2 separate regions of the Rattus norvegicus genome follow, and region 2 is linked to region 1. Evidence: chromatin contacts called from public Hi-C data. All regions are on one chromosome and are shown on one strand. The core of a region is the stretch at or near the end of the contact, and the rest is flanking DNA. Distances in the headings are between cores, read along the strand shown.

Region 1 (5,047 bases), core at 750-3,249:
TTCCAGGTCAGCCAGCACTAAAATGGAGAAACCTTTTCTCAGAAAACCAAAACTAAGCAAACACACCATATTTCCTAATATATCAGATTATTCATGTCTTTCAACTCATGGTCAAATTTATCTCCAATGCCAATTCCAAACACCATGCCAGGGCCTTCCATTGCCCTCTGTCTCACCAGCATTGCCCAAAATATGTAGCACTCAAAAGCAATCTAAAGTGATTTGCCATTTCTGGGTATTATAAACATCAAAATGTATAAAAACAAGACACCTCAAATGAAAGGGAACATATCTAAGGGGAACTAAAGACCTGAATAACTTGGCAGTCAAAAGGCCAAAGGGCAAAGAAGAAAAAAAAGAAGCTGTCATTGTATTTCAAAATCATCTTAAAATAACTTAATTGTTCATGTAAAAGTAACAAATAACTATCACAGGCGAAAATTTAAAACTAAACACTCAAAGTCAGCCATTTGTAATGGCTTCTTATTTTAATCAAGTAGGATGCAAAGTACATAAGACGAGAAATAAACTATTACCGTATATAGTACGAGGGCCTTCTAACTGGAGTTACAGAAACACTTAAATGCTATCAACTGCACTTGGAGAGACTCCCATCTTCTACAACAACCAAGAATATACAAGCGATTAAGTAATTACAATGGCAATTTAACTCAAAAAAAAAAAAAAAGAGAGAGAGAGAGAGAGAGAGAGAGAGAGAAACATTTCTTTAGGAGCATGGAACAAAGGGTTCCTGGGAAATTGGTGAAAACCAGGACACAGGGAGAAAGAGCCTGGGAGGGAACCCTGGTTCTGGCCCCCCTGAGATTTGGCCAATGCCAAATATAGGCAAGGATCTAGGGTGAAAAAAAAATGTGTTGTGTGAACAGTATGACTGTAAGGGACAAGGACTTAGCCACTGTACCTGCTGATCCTGAACTCCCACGAGGGACAGACATACTTTCTCCCTCTAATCATTTCTCCACTCATAACTTTGCCCCCTCCCCCACCTACACACCTTTCCTAACATATTCTTCGGCGAGACTCCTCAGGTACAACTTTGAGATACAGTATGAGAACCCGAGAAATCAACACGAGATTTCAAAGGCACCTGACTCTTGAGTTCACACATGCTTCCGGGACTTGTGAACCTGCCCAGGCAAGCGGGAGACACCTCCACTTCTCTCTGGACACATACCTTTAAGAGGCGGAGACAAGCGACAGAAAAGGTCCGCCGGGTCCTTGATTAGGGAACTAAGGTTACTGATGACAGTAACCACCTGCTCTCCAAAACCCTTCTAGATCTGGAGGGGAACAGGAGGGAGAGGAAGGGGTTGGGACGTAAGGAGACTCGGGTTAGGGTTTCAAGAGTTGCTACTTGCGCGAGTCAGATGAAGGTGAAGAAGCCCAGTGTTCCAGGCAGGGCCTGCGACTCTAGAGCTTCTGGGTAGCACCAGCTAAAGTCCCTGTAGTCCCGGTGCCCACCCATGCCCGGGCCAGTCGCTCTCCCCCCGGGACTGCTCCTCGCCCACCCTTAGGCCTCACCCTCCCGTCCCCACCGGGTACCGGTGCCCGCCTTCTTACGCTGAATGGGCGGGTAGCAGCTGGGGTCCTCCGTGCCCGGCTGGCAGCGACTGGAGAAGGCGCTGCGCGGGGTCACGTAGTTGCTGGGGAAGATGCCCACCCGCTGGTTCAGCTGTCCGGTCCACCAGCCCTCATCGCCGGACACCTGAGAGTCCTTGGACAGCACCTCTACCACATCGCCCAGCCGCAGGGTCAGCTCGTCCTCTCCTGCCGCCTCGTACTCGAACACAGCCGTCCAGTAGGGCAGCGTGGCATGAGATCCCAGCTCGGCCGCCGCCTCCTCTTCGTCTTCCTCCTCTTCGGCCCCAGCACCGGTGGCATCCTCCCCCGGCGGGGCCGCAGCGGCGCTCGCCAGGCAGCCGAGAAGCGATCTGGAGGACTCCATGGAGCGGCCGGTCCATAGGGTGCGGGGCGGCCGCCCGCGGGAGCCGCCGCCGCCTATTGTTCATGCGGCTCGGCAGCGCTGGGGGCTCCGCGCCCCGGACGGCCGCCGCAGGTAGGGCCGGAGCAGGGTAGGCGCGCGAGAGTCGAGGACGCCCGGTGCGCACCGCGAGCGCGCACCGCGGACAGGGGCGCGGTGCAGTGCCCGCCGCCTGGCGCCCCCGCGGGCGGCCTCGCCCCTCGGCGGCTCCCACCTGCTCGTGCCGCCCGTGCCCGCCGCCCGCTGGCCGCTCCCTCCCCGCCCCGCCCCATGCGCCCCGCCTCCCGCACGCCCGGGACCACCTGACGCGAATCTGGCTCCGCCCCAGCCCTGCGGACCCGGGGGCAGGGCCTCCGGGATGGACCCGCCTCCACAGCCACTCCGTCCTCCCATTGGCCCGCAGCGGCTGTCCGTCTCCTGAGGATAGCTGAGGCCTCATTGGGTGGCTCCCGAAGGTGAGACCGAGTGTGGGTCCGAGAGGGCTGCAGAGCCCTGTCTTTGTCTGCGCCGGTTGGTCCTACGGGCTGCGCCAGTTCCTGGTTCAGATGACCAAGCTCTTGGATCTGCTGTTCCCCTGGTCAGCCCTGGGGACCAGCCTATGTACCCTGCCGCCGCAACGCACACTGACACTCCGGAACCTTATGGCTTGAAATGGAAGAACTCTTTCGATTGCTCTGCTGGCCTTAATGAAGACTGTGTTCATCTTTGTAAGAGGAGATTCCTGGCCATTGTTATTAGAATTACGAAAGGGGAGGTCACCTAGTGGTGCTTCCGCAGGCTAGGGGAGTCGTGCGGAACCAGCTAGTTTGCGCTTGCCTTGTGGAGCTGGCTGTATCTAGGACCCTGGTGACAGGCTACACAGATCCCATCAAGGACTAAAGCAGAGTAAAGGCGGGTGCTGCCTGCCACTCTTGGGCAAGGGCTGACCTACGCTATGTCCTTTTGTTATCTCCCCCACCCTCAACCCCACCCCCGCCAAGATTGAGGAAGAGCAAAAAGACCTTAACCTCTCTTACATGCTTTGAAGCCTGTCATAGCAATGGCTTCCATATTTCAAAACAGCCATGGTATCTACCAAACCTTTTCCAAGACAGGAATAGATGTGATTTGTTTAGCAAGAATTAGTGTTTCATTGTTTATTTGTTCATTTGTGGTTTTGAAGCAAGATCTTACTGGGTAGCCCAGGCTGGCCTCTCACAGTCTCTGGGGATGGAGACCCGGAAGTAAATTCCCTAACGTGTTCAAGTTTATAGGAGGATCTAACACGTTCAGTTCTCGGGAGGGTCAGTAAACTGGAAAAGATGTGCATACGATTCTCTGAGGTTAAGATGAAGCCACTCTACCTGCAAGAGGGTGAGAGAGGGGAAAATAGTGTTGTTTTTTTTTTTTCTTTTTTTTTGGAGCTGGGGACCGAACCCAGGGCCTTGTGCTTGCTAGGCAAGCGCTCTACCACTGAGCTAAATCCCCAACCCCAATAATTAGTGTTTTAACAAATATTTTACTTGGTAATATTTTCATGTGTGGAAAAGGGAATTTTACAAAGTAGATACACACACACACACACACACACACACACACACACACACACGGCTGTAGGGATAGCTCAGAAGTTGAACGTTGGCTGCTCCTTCAGAGGACCCAGGTTCTGTTCCCATCCCTCACTAAGGCACCTCCTGTAACTTCAGGGGAAATGGCATATTTGCCTGGTCTCTATGGGCACTTGGAATGCACATGGCACACACACACACACACACACACACACACACACACACACACACACAGGCAAAATACTCAAATCATCGAATATTTTTACAAAGAAGAAAGCTAAAAGGAAGGATGTTGCCAGGATCTTCGAGTCGTAGGATTATTGAGCAATTGAAACTTTTTGAATTGACATTTTTCTCCTCTACTCACACATGACCGTTTCCACACACCCCTCCCTACAATCCAGGCTCCCTAAGAATTAAAAAAAAAAAAACCTAACTAACTCCCTGCTCAATTTAAATATTTAATGCCTCAGCATGTGCTTAGAGCCTCATGAAGAGTTACTCACCAAACATTCCAAAAAGTCGCTCTGTAAATATTTGTTGAATGGATAAGTGCTAAGAATTCAAACTAGGGAAGATCCTTCAGACCACGGTTGCCCGGCAGGGCTTCATGGTAGAAGCTGAAACAGAACTGGTCCCAGAGAGGTGCGGGGTGGAGCAGAAAAGAGACAAGGAACAGAGAGAGGCGTGAGGTCATGGGACTGTGAACCCATGTTGCTGGCGTGAGAGGATAAGAAAGAATGCTGGAAACTTATTGAGACCGGATTGCAGGAGGCTTGGTAACAATTTGATTCACATTAATAATTATTTAATTGATCATTTGAAATTATTTAATGACAAAGGTGTTTGCCGCAAGGGCAGTAACCGGTCTGACGTATTCCTTACAGCTGTCCTGGCGTCTCAGAATGCCTGGCACACAGCTAGTCACCACTCCGGACACAGTCACACCTGACTTGGCTATAAGCCTAGGGCATCTGGGTTTTGCTTAGCAGACCAAGGTTATCACAAGGCCAAGGGAATGGGTCTGTGGGTAGGGGTGCTTGCTGCACAAACATGAGGACCTGAGTTCAAATCCCTAGCAGCGTGTAAAGAGCTGGCTGTGACTGTGTATGCCTGTAACCCCAGCATCGTAGAGCAGACGGGCAGATGCTGAGAGCTCCCTGTCTGGCATTCCTTGTTGAACCACTGGGAGGTACGAGCAGGGCTTTGGGGTCAAATGACTGAGATTTTGCCACCCTTGGGTTCCTCAGCTGGAGGTTGGTGAATGTCAGCCAGAAAAGCAACATTTCCACACCGGAAAGAATAGCATCAGGCAGGAAAAGACAGGTGTCCCTCAGTGAACAGTCGGCAGTCGATTTAGACCAGATCCTGACTGTATCTAGAAAAAAATCTGACCTGTACGAGACAAGGTTTTATAACTTTTTATTAGTTATACATCAATTATATTAAGTATATATGTTTTATTAGATAATTATATATTGTTTCATTAAATAATTAT
Region 2 (5,047 bases), core at 1,812-4,311, 640 kb after region 1:
TTAAGCTCAGAGACTGAGGTTATGCACTGGCTGTCTTTATGGAGATGCTAATCATCCCTACAGCCCTGGTCCTTTGTGGCTCTTTGCATTGTTCTTCCTGGACCCATTGGAGTATGCCCTTCCCGATCCACATCCTTTGACTTCAGACACTGTCCATCTTGCCTTTGTGAGTGTGAGTCAGCACAGACCCAAATGAACTCACCTTCCCCTTCTCCCATTATCCCTCATTCTACCCTTTGCCACACTAGCTTTCAGTCCTGTGAGCATGCACCTCTCTGGTTTCCTTCCATTACCCTGTGAGCCTGTATTATTACGCCTCTTCCGCACTTCTGCGAGCCTTCACAGCCCTGCCTCTAAACATTTCCCGCTCATCTTACCCTTCATTGTGGACTTCTCATGACCCATGTTCAACCCAAGTGACCCCCCCCCCAATAGCTCTGGGCGTCCCTAGATAAGTGTGCCCACACATCCTGCTGCTGCACCCGTGTTTCCTCTTCCTTTCAGCAGCCCACCTTTCCATGCAGCTGAGATCGTGTTAGCATGCTGAGGGTCTCTAGTGCACACTGCCAGCCACAGCCCTCCTAGGCTTTTCCTAATTCAACATCCAAGAAGGGAATCCCACAGTGACTATAACAGTAATATCAGACTTCCTTTGCAAGCATAAGTGGCTCCAGAGGGATGTGCTGTAGGACTCTCAGGGAACTGTCAAGAATACACATCGCACTAACAAACCCAGGGAAGCCATTTCCTGTCCCAAGCCATCACATGAAACAGGTAAATACACACTGACCTTCCCAAGCCTGAGTTCCTGGGAGTACAATCCTCAGAGAATATGGATAAGTAAGTTTTATTTCAACTTAAATAGCAAACTAGACTCTACCAATAGTTGCGGGGAGGTGGTTCTTTGGTTATTTGCCTCTGTGGCAAGGTAGGATGGGTTTGTAACTGACCTGGTAACTTTTCTAAAATGCTTACGAGTATTCTAAGAATGAAGGTTAACCATTGCAATTTTAGACAATATGCTTACCCAACTCTGTTGGGGCAACGATAAACCCAGTGTAGGCACATCTCATGCCTATTTAGCAAGTGCTATACATGAGGCAGCGGCCATTGTAGGAGCCAGGCTGGGTGGACAGGTGGTGAGGGTGGACTGTTGGGGGAGGAGAAGGTGTAGGCATAGGCTTCCTTGCTCACTGCGTTTAATGGTTTCGCTGTGAAAGGCAATCCAGCCTTGACCTCTGTAGCCCTAGAGGCAAATATCAAGATCAGTGGATTAAAGGTACAGCAGCTAGAGTTTTGTTTCCAAGGTCGATGGATTTAGGGTAGTCTCTGAGCTTGGGCGTCAAGGGTCAGCCTTGAAGCCAGTTGACCGAGATACCATTTCCTCTCTTCAATGAACCTCATCTCTCCTAAACCTTAGAATCATGAGACGGAATTAGGACTTTAAAAGATTCAGTTCACTCAGTTCTGCCCGGTCTGATTTCATTAGCTCTTTACTGACCTGCCCCATGTCCAGCCACCTGTGTTGGGAGATGTCCAGTGATGGAAGCTCACCCCTGCCTGAGGTACCTGCTGATTGTGTGTGTGTGTGTGTGTGTGTGTGTGTGTGTGTGTGTACATCCATATATGTACAAATGTGTGTTGGTGTGTGCACATATCTATGTGCATGAAGGTGACGGTCAGAGGTTATTAACCTTGGGTGTCTGTCATTCCTTAGGTGCTGATCACCACTTATTTACTGATTGATTGATTGATTGATTGATTGATTAGTGCCCGTCTCTTACTGCTCTAGAGCTCACGAAGTAGGCTGTGAGGCCCCCGACCCCAGGATGCTCCTGTCTCCCCGTCCCTAGGCTGGAATGATAAGCACAGTCCACAACCTGGACTCTGTGGATTGAATTCGGCTGAGCCGTTTTCTCAGGCCCTGATTTATTTTGTTAAGCCCTTTTGATTTTGAGAAAAATCCCTTGAATTTTTCCAAGACCATCGCTTCACACTATACCCACATAATCAACCCTATCTTCCCAGGTGACAATCATGGAAACCTTGGGGATAGCGGTTCTATCTAAATGTTATCACCAGAACAAAGCGTCACAATCTCCCCAACTCTTGCCGCAGCATCATGGTTTCTGAGTTCACCATCGTGAAATAACCCTACACAGCGTGTATTAAGGGTAAACCCACCTACGCATATTATCCCACGAGCTCTCACAGCAGCCCTGTGGCAGGATGAGGTCTATGGATGTCCCCATTTATAGAAGCTGAGGCTTTGAGAGGTCAAATCACTTCCAGCAGGTAGCAAATGAACACAGAGCAGAGTGAAAGCCTGGCCTGTGGTACCAGAACCATTGCCAAACCACATTCTCCCTTGCACATCCTGGTTGTGCGGAACCTAAATGGACAGTATCGATGCCGTTGGATGGTCATCGTGGGGGTGAAGAGACAGACACTCAGATGGAGACCATCCCTAAATATTAGAGGACTGGGAGTTAGCGACATCTGGTGGGAGTTGGTTTAAAGTGATGCTGTCTCTGACAGCCGGTGTTCCCCACTTGCACTTCATTTCAGAGAAAGACCTTCCTGTCCAATTTCAGGACAGACCTGGAGGTCATGGAGGCTTGGGTTCCTGTTAGAAATGAGAGAGTGGGGGTTGGCTTTGGGAAGGCTCTGCCACATAGCCACCATTGGAAAATGAGCTCTATGAAGAGAGGGGAAGGGACTTGTCATAACGGTATTAGAGACAACATGATGGGGCCTTAAAGGGGAGGAGAGGCTTCCCCTGAAAACGCTGGGGGGAGCTTTGGTAAGAGGGATACCTTAAAGGAGAGAGCCAGCCATCATGGACAAGGTGATTGGGGGAGAGGGAGGGCTAGAGGAGGGTGTTCAGAAAGACCACCCAATGAAGACTAGTATCTGACTTTTGGATTGTAAATTGCTATACCACGCAATTTAGTTCAGCACAGCATAGCCTAGTGTGTGTCACATGCACGTAACACTGTTGAACACAGCAGGCAAGCATTACTGGGCTTGAGAAACCTCTCTGGTTTGCCATCAGATCACGAGGCCAGGGCCTCCCCTAAGCAATCGTTTGCTTAGTGCCTTGCCAATTCTCAGCCCTGCCTAAGCTATGCCCTGTGTTTCTTTTTCTAAACGAAGAAGCTTGATGGAAGCTAACCAAAAATCTGTTTCAAAACCAACTATAAATAGTATACATGATATCTTAGACTAAACCACAACATTAATTTTGTTCTTTGAATCAATCCCCTCTCATCTATGTAACTGCAACATCCCGCTACGGGCACTGCACGTCAGTGAACAGGTGAGGACCACGATTTCAACGTGGGTCCCTGTTCTCAGCAATTCTAAATACAAAGAGAGTTTCTAGTTTATACTTCTCAGCCCATCTGTCAGAACACCAGGCCCAAGGTCCTGGCAGTCTGCTTGCTAAAGCAACAGATGACCGACCGAGAGAAACATAACAAACCCAGTTCTCAAGGGTAAACCCCAGCATGAGTCCAGATGCTTCTACCTGCCTGCCAACACTCCACAGAAGGGTCCCATGGGGTCCTCTTCCTCCAGCCCAGGGTCCAGATACCTAGGACCATGTAATCTACTGCATAATTAATCACTTAAAAAAAAACCAAAAAACCCAACCTCCAGTTTATTGACCATTTTGTGGGCCAGAGATTTGGGCTTTTCTCAGCTGTGTGTTTGTTCTGCTCCATGTGGGCTCTCCTAGGGCCTTCAGTCACTGGCAACCAGGCTGGTTTGGAGAGTTCAGGATGACACCCATTCCTGGGGCTTTGGTGGGAGCAGTAGTCTGGGCTCAGCTGCCCATCCCCGCTGCCCCCATCTGCATGTTCTTGAAGCTCTTCCCTGGGTTCTTCTATCAGGTGGTTGGCTGGGTTTTTCAAGGCTCCCACAGGCTAGGTGGGAAATGCCAGTGTTCTTGACAAGTAGGTGCAGATCTGCCAGACTGCTTTCCTACACCTTGTCAAACAAAGGGGAATCAGAAGCCTTCTCTTAAAACAAAACCTCATTCTCCTTAGGACAGCTCCATTCTCACTGGCACTAAATCCCCCATCAGGGTCAGAACGCCAGAAATGTCAGCTGGAGTCATAGGCAGCACAGGGAAACACTGATCTCCCTGGAGGCCCTTACTCCTGTCCCTAATGCTGTCATGGCGGAGGGGGTGGGGCAAGGCCTTTTTGAACTTTGGGACTGGACAGTGGAGTCAGTTTCTAGCTCTTGTCTTGGAGGTCAGTGGCCTACAGCTCATCCACTGATGAGCACCCTCTCCTGACTTCTCACCAGCCTGGTCTCCATATTATAGTTTACCACCAGCAGAGACCGAGAGGGTAAGGCCATTGACATTCAGCCCAAGTCTCCTTTCTCCTGGAGGCCAGGATTCTCAATGGCTGCCTATTGTAGCAAACTCTGGGAAGATCTGATGTGTCTGTCATCCTCCATTACGATCTGTGGTAAGGAATTTTCTTAATTAGTGATCAGTGGGTGAGGACCCATCCTTGGGATGGTGGTTCTATAAGAAAGTAAGCTAAGCAAGCCCTGTGAGGCAAGCCAGTGAGCTTGCTTTAAGTGTGCACCTCTTCATGGCCTCTGCATCGGCTCCTGGCTTCAGGTTCCCGCCCTGTTTTGAGTTCCTGTCCCGACTTCCTTTGGTGATGAACAGTGATATGGAAATATAAACTGTTTCCTCTCCAACTTTATTTTTGGTCACGGTGTTTTGTCACAGCGATAGAAAGTATAAGACACCAGGTGTCTATTACTGCCACAAAACAAGCGAGACCAAAAACAAGTTGGGAACGAAGGGGTTTTTTGGCTGACACTGATCCATCACTGGAGGACGTCAGGACAGGAACTCAAGCAGGGCTGGAACCTGGAGGCAGGAGCTTATGCGGAGGCCATGGAGGGGTGCTGCTTACTGGCTTGGTCACTCTGATTTCTTATAGAACCCAGGAGCACCAGCCCAGAGATGGGACCCCACCCCACTATCACTAATTAAGAAAATGTCTTGCAGCTGGATCTC

What was found. A called contact is a pair of places that touch in the nucleus more often than the background predicts.
Region 2: a Hi-C map of liver shows a contact between it and region 1, with 3 times the contacts expected there. The contact joins the enhancer-like site here to the promoter of Map3k9 in region 1. A contact is called at or near these places in 10 of 12 Hi-C or Micro-C datasets (the A7r5 cell line, the Rat2 cell line, Schwann cells and 6 more).

The regions. Positions count from the first base shown.
Region 1 is chr6:107,218,062-107,223,108 of GRCr8, forward strand. It overlaps Map3k9 (mitogen-activated protein kinase kinase kinase 9), which reads right to left and starts at 2,000. Exons shown (of 11, transcript NM_001100872.1): 1 at 1,582-2,000. The coding sequence starts at 1,966.
Region 2 is chr6:107,852,355-107,857,401 of GRCr8, forward strand. The region is part of intron 1 of LOC102552965 (a long non-coding RNA gene); the gene reads right to left. Among named protein-coding and RNA genes, the nearest start is that of Rgs6, 140 kb to the right of the region's middle. Within about 2 kb of position 3,062, at least 5 of the 93 cell types and tissues checked have an H3K27ac peak or open chromatin away from gene starts, as enhancers often do. A contact at or near this core is called in liver, where this site is marked.